Linked DNA regions of Mus musculus: region 2 is linked to region 1. A link is a contact called in public Hi-C data. All regions are on one chromosome and are shown on one strand. The core of a region is the stretch at or near the end of the contact, and the rest is flanking DNA. Distances in the headings are between cores, read along the strand shown. Region 1 overlaps Kank1 (KN motif and ankyrin repeat domains 1). Region 2 overlaps Dmrt1 (doublesex and mab-3 related transcription factor 1).

The links. A called contact is a pair of places that touch in the nucleus more often than the background predicts.
Region 2: a Hi-C map of extraembryonic endoderm stem cells shows a contact between it and region 1, with 2.1 times the contacts expected there. A contact is called at or near these places in 12 of 484 Hi-C or Micro-C datasets (cerebral cortex, cumulus cells, embryonic fibroblasts and 8 more) and 2 of 130 datasets of targeted methods (large pre-B cells and pancreatic cancer cells).

What each region holds. Positions count from the first base shown.
Region 1 is chr19:25,338,609-25,343,029 of GRCm38.p6, reverse strand. All of the region lies in intron 3 of Kank1 (KN motif and ankyrin repeat domains 1), which reads right to left. Among named protein-coding and RNA genes, the nearest start is that of Gm52392, 60 kb to the left of the region's middle.
Region 2 is chr19:25,544,628-25,549,048 of GRCm38.p6, reverse strand. Dmrt1 (doublesex and mab-3 related transcription factor 1) reads right to left here. Exons shown (of 5, transcript NM_015826.5): 3 at 2,947-3,230. Among named protein-coding and RNA genes, the nearest start is that of Dmrt1, 41 kb to the right of the region's middle.

The DNA of each region.
Region 1 (4,421 bases), core at 975-3,474:
AGAACACTAGATGCTGGCCATGCCTCCCCACCTCTCTTAGCTTTTGGGTTTCATTTATCAAGTGTTACCTGTAGAATATAAACTTGATAAGGGAATGGGCACAGTCCTTAAAGATGGCTTATATACCGTAAAGTTCCCATGGTGACATTTGGTATTAAGAAAATATAAATAAAGAGTATTCCTTTATAAAACATGAAGCTAAATCACACTTAGATGAAATGCCAGCTATGAGAAGTGACAAAGGGTTTGTAAACTAACATAAAGATCTGAGTTACACAGCCTGATAGTAACTTAACAGTTAAATGCCTACTTTAACAACCAGCACAGGATCCACCAAGGTTAATTCAAGTTGCTCCAGAAATGACTTAACATTAACTACATCCAAAGAAACCACTGGCTCGTTACCAAAGGCTTCCCTGAGTCCCTGTGGGTTACCTGACAATGAGAGCACTCTGGGGATTAGATGAAAATGAAAAGTCTAGGAGTGAAAACCCACAGCCGGTCATGTTGGCTCCTGCCCATAATCCCAACACTCAGGAGGTGGATGCAAGAGACCTTGAGGGGTCCAGCCTTGGCTACATACTGAGACTGAGCCAATCTGAGCTGCAGGAGAGAGACCCTGGCTCAAAGCAGGGGAGAAAAGGTATTGTTAATCCGAACAAGTTCTAAATTTACTTAGACCTGAGAAGGTCCTCCTTATTGCCCAATATATGGTTGCGTTAAACAACATTTCTTTCAGCGTCAGTCAGGGTGTGGTGCTGTGCTGTTGCTGGGTGAGGAGGCAACTCTGGAATCAGGCTTACAAAGGAGCTCCTGCTGGCCTCCAATGTGAGCCTCTCTGTGGGCTGTTCGGCCTGACCAGGCTTGTCTGAGGCATCCACTCACACGGCAGTCTGGCTCCCCTTCCAATCTTGGGCATATTGGCTCCTGTCTATAATCCCAACTCTTGGGAGGTGGATGCCAGAAGCTTAGGGGTTCAAGTCTAGCCTTGGCTACATACTGCTATCCAAAGAAGAGCAGTGGGCCAATTTTTCCTAGACCCGGAGGCAGAGTTCCCTATTTTCTCTTCCCTTCCTTGTGTGTGTTTAGTCAGTCACGCGCCAGATGGTGTCTTCTCTGCCACTGTTTTCTGTCTTTAGACATCAAAGGGAGTAGGTAAAATATGTTCCCGGTGTCATAGGCCTAATGTAGTGTGCTGACCTAACCTGTATTCAGAGGCTTGCATTAAAACTGCCCCAATGCAGATCAGCCAGAGAAGTAAAGAGACTAACAGCCAAATCAACCAACTGCTTACTGAGAGCCTCTTAAATATTCTTCCTCTAGCAACAACTTCTGCCTGAGAAATAGTCACACAAGCCCAAGGATAGAAAACGATCAAACCTACGGAGCCATCTCTCCAGCCCTGAATATCCGTTTCTATAAAGCAATTTTCACATCTTATTGATTAACTATAATAACATTGGCATTATTCTAATTGACTGTCAATCACTCCTGCCCTGGTCTAAAAGTTCAAAGAGAAAGCAGCAAGGGACATGGCTGGGAACATGGTAGCCTTCGCCCTGAGCTGGTGGAACACACTACAGTGAGTAGCTTCTTGTAAAGCCATGTCTAAACCTCCGTGCCATCCAGAGGTGCCCGCAGCTGCCCCAGCAGCAACTCTTCCCACCCAGGAGGAAACAAAGGAGGAAGGAGGAAGCGCAAGAGGACTCTTTCAAGCATGAGGTTTTAAGTGGCTTTCCTGCCTTTAAAAAAAAAAAAAAATCAGTCACAATGCAATCGAATTCCTCAAAAGGCTGCTAATACTGCCACCTAGTGAACAGTGGGAGAGGCAATAGACAGACCCAGGACCCAAAGAATATCTCTAAAGCAACTCCCAGAGGCTAAGCCCCCCTCCCCCATCTCAATCTCCTTTGAGGCATTACATGCAGAACACTGAGGAGAGGGAACAGTAGAAAGCCGTCGAAATGTGGATTGCTCCGTGCAAGAATTAGCCAAACTTCAGACATGAGCACAGTGGGGTGCACAAATTCCATTTTCCCATAAAGCACTGGACATCTCTGTCCATCTCCAGCAGGGACTGCCACCAGCTGTCCTCAGAGTGTCCTGCTGTAGCATGGCCCTCTCGTGTGGTAACTTTCTGTGGTTTTCTTGAGTTGGTGCCCATTGAACCTCAAGGGCCCTGTTAACTGAGTATCAGGTCCCACTTCCTCCTTTCCCTTGAACAGCAAGCAGAGCAGATGTCCATTTCAGCATGCCCCCAACTCCTCACACGATGCACACTGTCCTGCCTTCTCACTTCCTCTTCCTGTGGTCCCAGCATCTTCCTCCACTGATTCCATGGTTTATTTTATATGTTCTTCTAAGCTACCATGAAATTTTCCCTAATCAAAATTGATGTGTACAAGTGAAAGCCATCAGGAAATGCTTGTGTGTATACTGTGTTCCCAATGGGGTCCTGATGGTACAAACACACACATCGGACAATGGGAATCCTGACCTCTGGCGTCTCTTCCAACTCATACACTCTCCATTGGAGGTCTGCTGACATACAAGCCAGACCTGTGACCAGTGTCCTCATCAAAGCAATGACCTAGCTTCTACTCACTCCAGAATGGCTTCCTAGCATGTCTGCCTTCAATTCCTGCAGCCTGTTCAGTGGCCAGGGCCGTCTTCACTTATCACTCTACAGATGCAGTCTTAATCAACACTTGTCCATTCCTCGACAGGTACCCACATGTTCCCAAGTACCAAGTGCTGATAGAAAAGGTTTCTGTTTTACTATAAAGCCTTATCTAAAGGCACAGAGTAAAAGATTACAGAAGCAGGCATGAAGAAGACGACAACATTGAAACCCCTGATTCAAAACACACAGGCTGGCATAGGCTGGCTTTTCACCATATCTTTGTGTACACCCACTGAGCTGCCTACAATCTGTGTTTAGGTAATGACTGACACCTGAGAGGGGTCCACCACCTAAGTCCTTAGCACTAGTAATGAGATATTAGAAACTATAGAGGTCTCAAAAATGACCTTCTTAGTCCTACACTTGGTTCTGTTTGTTTTCTTCAGAACCATCTGAAGTATAAAATAGCTGAAGGGTTCCTGTCAGCAAAGGATGGGATGGGAGATGTGGGTGGGTCGAGAAGGCAGGTATTCAGGGTAGCAGGTGTGTTCCTTACGCAATGGAAGCTGCTTTTTATTTCAGAACATTGTGTTTTATAGGCTTAGGCATACAAGCACTGAAGGGTCACATGATCCTGGAGCTGACTAGAACGGAAACATTCCTAGGAAGATGAATGATCAAAAACCCTGGGAAAATGGGAACAGTGCCATTCGAAGGCCAGGGCATCAGCCTCCAAGCTTCTGATGTCGTCCTATACAAGAGAGGATGCTGTATCCAAAAGGGACAGAAAACCTACCTTGTCTGGAATTGGCTTCCATGCAGGGAACCCAAATCTAGATATTCAAGTGTTTGGTGAGGACACATCAGAAAGTGTGATTGACAGAGGGTCTTGTGATTTTTATTCCAATGTAACTAGCAGTTGAGGCCTCTGCCTCTTCCCACCTATGCTCTGGATGGAATCCAGAGTCTAGAGGGAAACAGAGTCCAGACAGACATGCAATTTTAGAAATTGGGAACTAAGGCTCAGAGTGAGTGAAGAACTTGGCCCAGAGAGCTGGGCTTGGTACGGTGTTGGTGTCTGCAACTTAGTGAAATTCCTTGGTCTGCTGTTCTTAGTAGAAAGCTATGGTCTAGGCCAGTGCTAGCCAACAGAACTTTGGGGGTTAATAGCATGACCTCTTTAATGAAGACCCAAACCCCAATGTCCAGGTCTGGCCACCTTCTCTTGGAACATGGAGACAAGGACAAGCTGACACTCAGAGTGACTTTTACCTATTGTCAGTCAGGCCTGAGGAGTAGAGGAAGTGAGCCCTGGACAGAGTTTGAAACAATCCAACAAGACAATGAATTGTGAGATCGCCATCGCTACCTTCCTCGGGATCCTATAGACAGACATCAGCTCTGTCAACAGCAGCGCTACATACCAGCCTCTTGCTTGTGGCGGTCCCCAGATAGACAGCAAGACCATGAAAATTGATTTCTACCTGTGGCTCTCAATCGACCATGAAGACAAATCTCAAAGACAGCCAGTTCACAGACATGAAGTCAGACCAACTGTCTCAACCCACCCTCCCTGTATTGCAGGGCGAGCCAGCCATCCCTCCAGGGCCCCCAAAATACCGCTCTTTACTGATCCGTAAGCTGGGGCTGCTGATTCCAGCCACAGCTCACAGAGCAAGGACCCCACACAGGAGGCTGCCCTTCAACATCCAGCTGTGACATTACGTCAATGGTAGACACCACCAACAGCTTGCTGGGACACAGAGCAATGCTGCATTCCATTAAAGAGGACATCACA
Region 2 (4,421 bases), core at 664-3,163, 210 kb before region 1:
TCTACGAGAGAGAGAGAGAGAGAGAGAGAGAGAGAGAGAGAGAGAGAGAGAGAGAGAGAGAGGATCCAGATCAATGTGAGGAACAGGGACTCCACACCAGCTCTTGGACAGAGTCATGAAGAGGAGCAGACAACAGAGAGCAGCACAGGCCTTCCCACACAGCTGAAGGCACCTCAGAAAACATGACAGGATGCTGGGAAGCCACCCCCCACAAGAAGTGAGGTAATGCTCCAAGAGCAGGCCCAGCACACCTTCCAGAAACTAAGACAGTGAGGCTGGGCATGGAGCTGCACAGCCACGATACAAGCACTTGAGAGACGGAGTCAGGCAGATCACAAAGCTCAGGCCCACTGGGCTTACAGAGTACATCCCAGTCCTGCCTAAATGAAGCCTGTCTTTAAAAACCAAAAACCAAAACCAAGTTGATAGCCACTCTCCCATCTATCCCAGATTTCTGTCTTAACACCTCTGATAGTGCTGTGTGTGTATGTGTGTGTGTGTGTGTGTGTTCCTTCCTTCCTTCCTTTTTTTCATGTGTATATGTAGATACACGTGAGTATGTACACATGTAGGCCAGATGTCAACACTGGGTGTATTCTTCTATCATGTTCTCTCTTATACTTTGAAGCAGGGTCTCTCACTGAACCTGGAGCCCACTCAATGTGGCTAGACTCCAGGTTAGCAAGTCCCAGGCACCCACCCGCTCACACCCCACAATCAGCAGGATCAGCAGGGAATTCCACCGTTTCTGGATTTTAACGAGGATGTTGGTGTCCAAACCTCAGGTCCTTATACCTGAATATCAGGCACTTTACCCACGGGACCACCTCTCTAGCTGTGGAGACAACTCTGGGGCCAGGCATGGTAGTGCACACCTTTGACCCTAGCACTCCTGAGGCAGAAGCAAGTGGATCTTTGGGAGTTCAAGGCCAGCCTGGTCTACATGGCAAGTTCCAAGCTACCCAGAACTACACAGTGAGATCCTGCCTCAAAAAATAAATAAATAAATAAATAAAAAATAAAACAATAAAACCCCTTCAGGTTACAGTGTAAGCCACCTCATTTCTATCACTTCAACACCAGACAAATGTCTAGTATATATGTGCTTACTATTTAATGCTTTCGTATGACATATCTTAACAAACACATTTATGCCATTATTATGTTTGTCTATGCTTTGCAATATTTTAACTTTTTTTGTTTACTTATTTACCTTATTTTTATGAACACCGGTGTTTCGCCTGCATGTATGTCTATGTGACAGTATCAGATCTTACAGTTTCAGATAGTTGTGAGCTGCCATGAGGATTTGAACCTCCGGTCCTCGGGAAGAGCAGTCAGTACCCTTATCCACTGGACCATCTATCTCTCCAGCACTACCCAAAGGAATCAAACTCTTCCTCAAAACTATAAAAAGTCATTCCATTCAGTCTTTGATCCAAACATCACAGTATTTTGCTTTTAAACGATTAACTCTTTTTATTGGGAGGCATGACCGAAGGAGCTAGCTCAATACATAGGGACGCCTAGCAAAGAATTCAATAGATCTAAAAACAGTACAGCAAGTGGGAAGAGGAAGTGAAATTAGGTCGTCAGCTGTGATCTGCAGTGTTTCTGTTTACATGGAAACTCTCTAGTAAGCCAACCATGTCACTTTGGAACCATACTGTGTCACTCGTCCATGTGACAAATGGGAGCACCATCAGAGAAAGCTGAGATTTAGAGGACAAAGTACCTGCTCAAGGTGGCACGGCTAAATCAAAAGTTGTAACTGAGTATGGATGGATGGGCCTTCCAGGGTTACAACTCCTGCTCCTTAACCCGCGCTCGGTTTCCCTCACTCAGCAGGCCAACTCAGCATCTCTGCAGCTCTCTGCAGGAGAACAGGGTGGCATGAAAACCCTGGGGACCTTTATCAGGTGTCCTAGTCACTTGCTCATCTGCATTTGGTATTTATTTTGCAAGTTGGCAGCTTATAGCTATGTTGGCTTATTTTGATGTAAGAATTTTGCAGGCATGACTGAAACATTTTTAAAAGTCAAGTTGTGTTCACAGTTGGTGATGCGAGGCTTAAGAGAGCCCTGCCGCATCCCAGTCCTTTATTCAGTCTCCCTGGATCATTCTCTGTTATGCATACATTGAGAATGTCCCTCCTTATGCCTTATGTGCCATCACACTGACAGAAAATTGTTGTGCAGATTCCCCAAAGTAACCTCAAACTTCTGAGATAAAGGTTATGTTAGACGGTGACTGTGGACTGAGTATTTCAGGAACACACGGAAGCTCTACCCTTGGCCACCTAAAACAACAGCTCTCTTCAAGACACTAGTGCTTGTTTCTCACCTGCATAGGTGAAGAAAAGCAGAAGAGAGTTCCAAGAAGATTTCAACAGAAAACGGAGGGCTTACGCGATGAGTCTAAGCCCTAAGCAACCAAGAGCCTGCGCATTTATAGGGGATCCGCCCCACAGCCGAGGTTCAACTGCAGAGACAGGCCGATCTTGGTGAGTTTGAGGCCAGTCTGGGATGACTTGAGAATTAGTATTTTCAAAAAGAAAAACAGGAGAACCTTGATGAACAGGGTTTGTTGGGAGATGACTGCCACCCAGGAAGCTGCACCTAACATATTCTAAGCTACCCCAAGGTAGAGCAGGCTGGAGGAGGTGGGGCCTCAGATATATCTAACTCTGGGCAGCTGGGTATTTCTGCAAAATGACAATGTGAGAAAAACCAAAGCTGAAAATGAACCCTAAAAACCATACACAATTCCTTCCTGAGTCCCTGCAGCCCATCTTTGCTGACATTAACAGATAGATAGGCCAGTGTGCATCACATCATACTGTGACTACGTGTGTACTGAACAGAACATGTGCGTGGTACATGGTGTGCACGTGTGTGCACTTCCATGCATGCGTGTTTCACATATTCCATTAACTCTGGGTCATACCTGCCACTGGTTTCCAGTCTGAGCAGGCACGTAAGGTGCTGGGAGACTCCGCAGGCTGTTCTTCACGGGGGATCCCCCGAGGGAATTCCCCACCTCCCCTGAGGAGGACTCAGCAGACAAGGCCATGGAATACTGGGGGTAGTTGTACAGATTGTTGTAGTAAGGAAACAGAGAAGGCTGGTAAAAGCTGCTGTAGTAGGCGGGGTCTGATACCAGGTCAGATGTGTTCTCCATATGCCCTCTGCTGGTGACAGCAGGAATATCCTGGATGACCATGCGTCCCTCTAAAAGAGAAGAGAGAAAAATAAAATAAAATAAAAAGATGTGGTTAAGGGGCAGCGTTTGGGATGTAAATCAATAAAGGAATGAGTGACGTCGTAAGATTTAATGTAGGCGGTCCACAGATCTTGCCTTCTACAGCTCAGCTGGGCCTCACACGTTCACCCTCAAGACAAACCAAGAACCTGGAGTGCAAGGGAGACATCCTCCCCTGCTTCTTCAGTCATAAGGGGAGGGTTCCAAGGCCGGCTCTGTGCTGATGGCAAAGCTGAAATACCCTTGGCTAGGTTATTTTCCCTGGGAACACCAAGTCACTTTTGAGGTAGGGTAAATGGCATGACCGGAGTCAAACATCAAGGAACTGGAGATCAGACCCGATTAACCTATGAATTCTTTACCATGTGATCAAGTTAACGTCACCCCAGGAACTCAGTAAGGGGCTGAGTTTGAGAGCATACAGTTTCTTTTTACTTCCTTCCATGGTAGATACGGTATTCTTTAGTATGGACCAGGACTATGGACCAGGAGCAGACCAACGGAGCCACGTTATGGGAGCTTCACCTGATGCAAATTAGAGGGGGAAAGTGAAGGAGAGATGAGAAAGAAAGACCAACCCGGGAGCAACACAAGACCAGTCAGAGGCCACATTAGACTACAAATGTAAGGGGAGCCCAATACAGGCACGGACGTGTGGGGCTTGGAAATGAAGTGGGAGGTGATGGGATGTGAGGACTAAGGATAAAGGGGGGTGAGGCGCAGGAGTCTGGGTGTGGTAGAGTGACACAGAGCTGTGTTCTGTTTACTCTAAGCCATAGGGCATGAGGTACAGGGCTACGAGAAAGGATGCATCTTGAGTCTTCCTGGGAGCCACCGAGGCTGGAGGCTGAGACCCAGAAATCACCACCCAGCAACGGTTACACCTGGGGAGTGGGGTGGAGCCAAGGCATGAACTGAAGCAAACAGATGCAGCATCCCAGAAGCCAAAGCTGGCACCGACTGCAGAGGGTTCAGCTGCAGTGGCAACCGATGCTCAGAAACCACGTAAATCCAGAAACCACGTAAACCCAGAGGGGGTCAAGATGAAGGCAGTCTTTGAGAGTTTCTGTTGTGGTCTGAATGAAGGAAGCAACAGCACCTGGCCTGCTACACAGCCTGGAACAAGAAAGCAAGCAGAAGGCAGATCTCTGTTGAGTTCA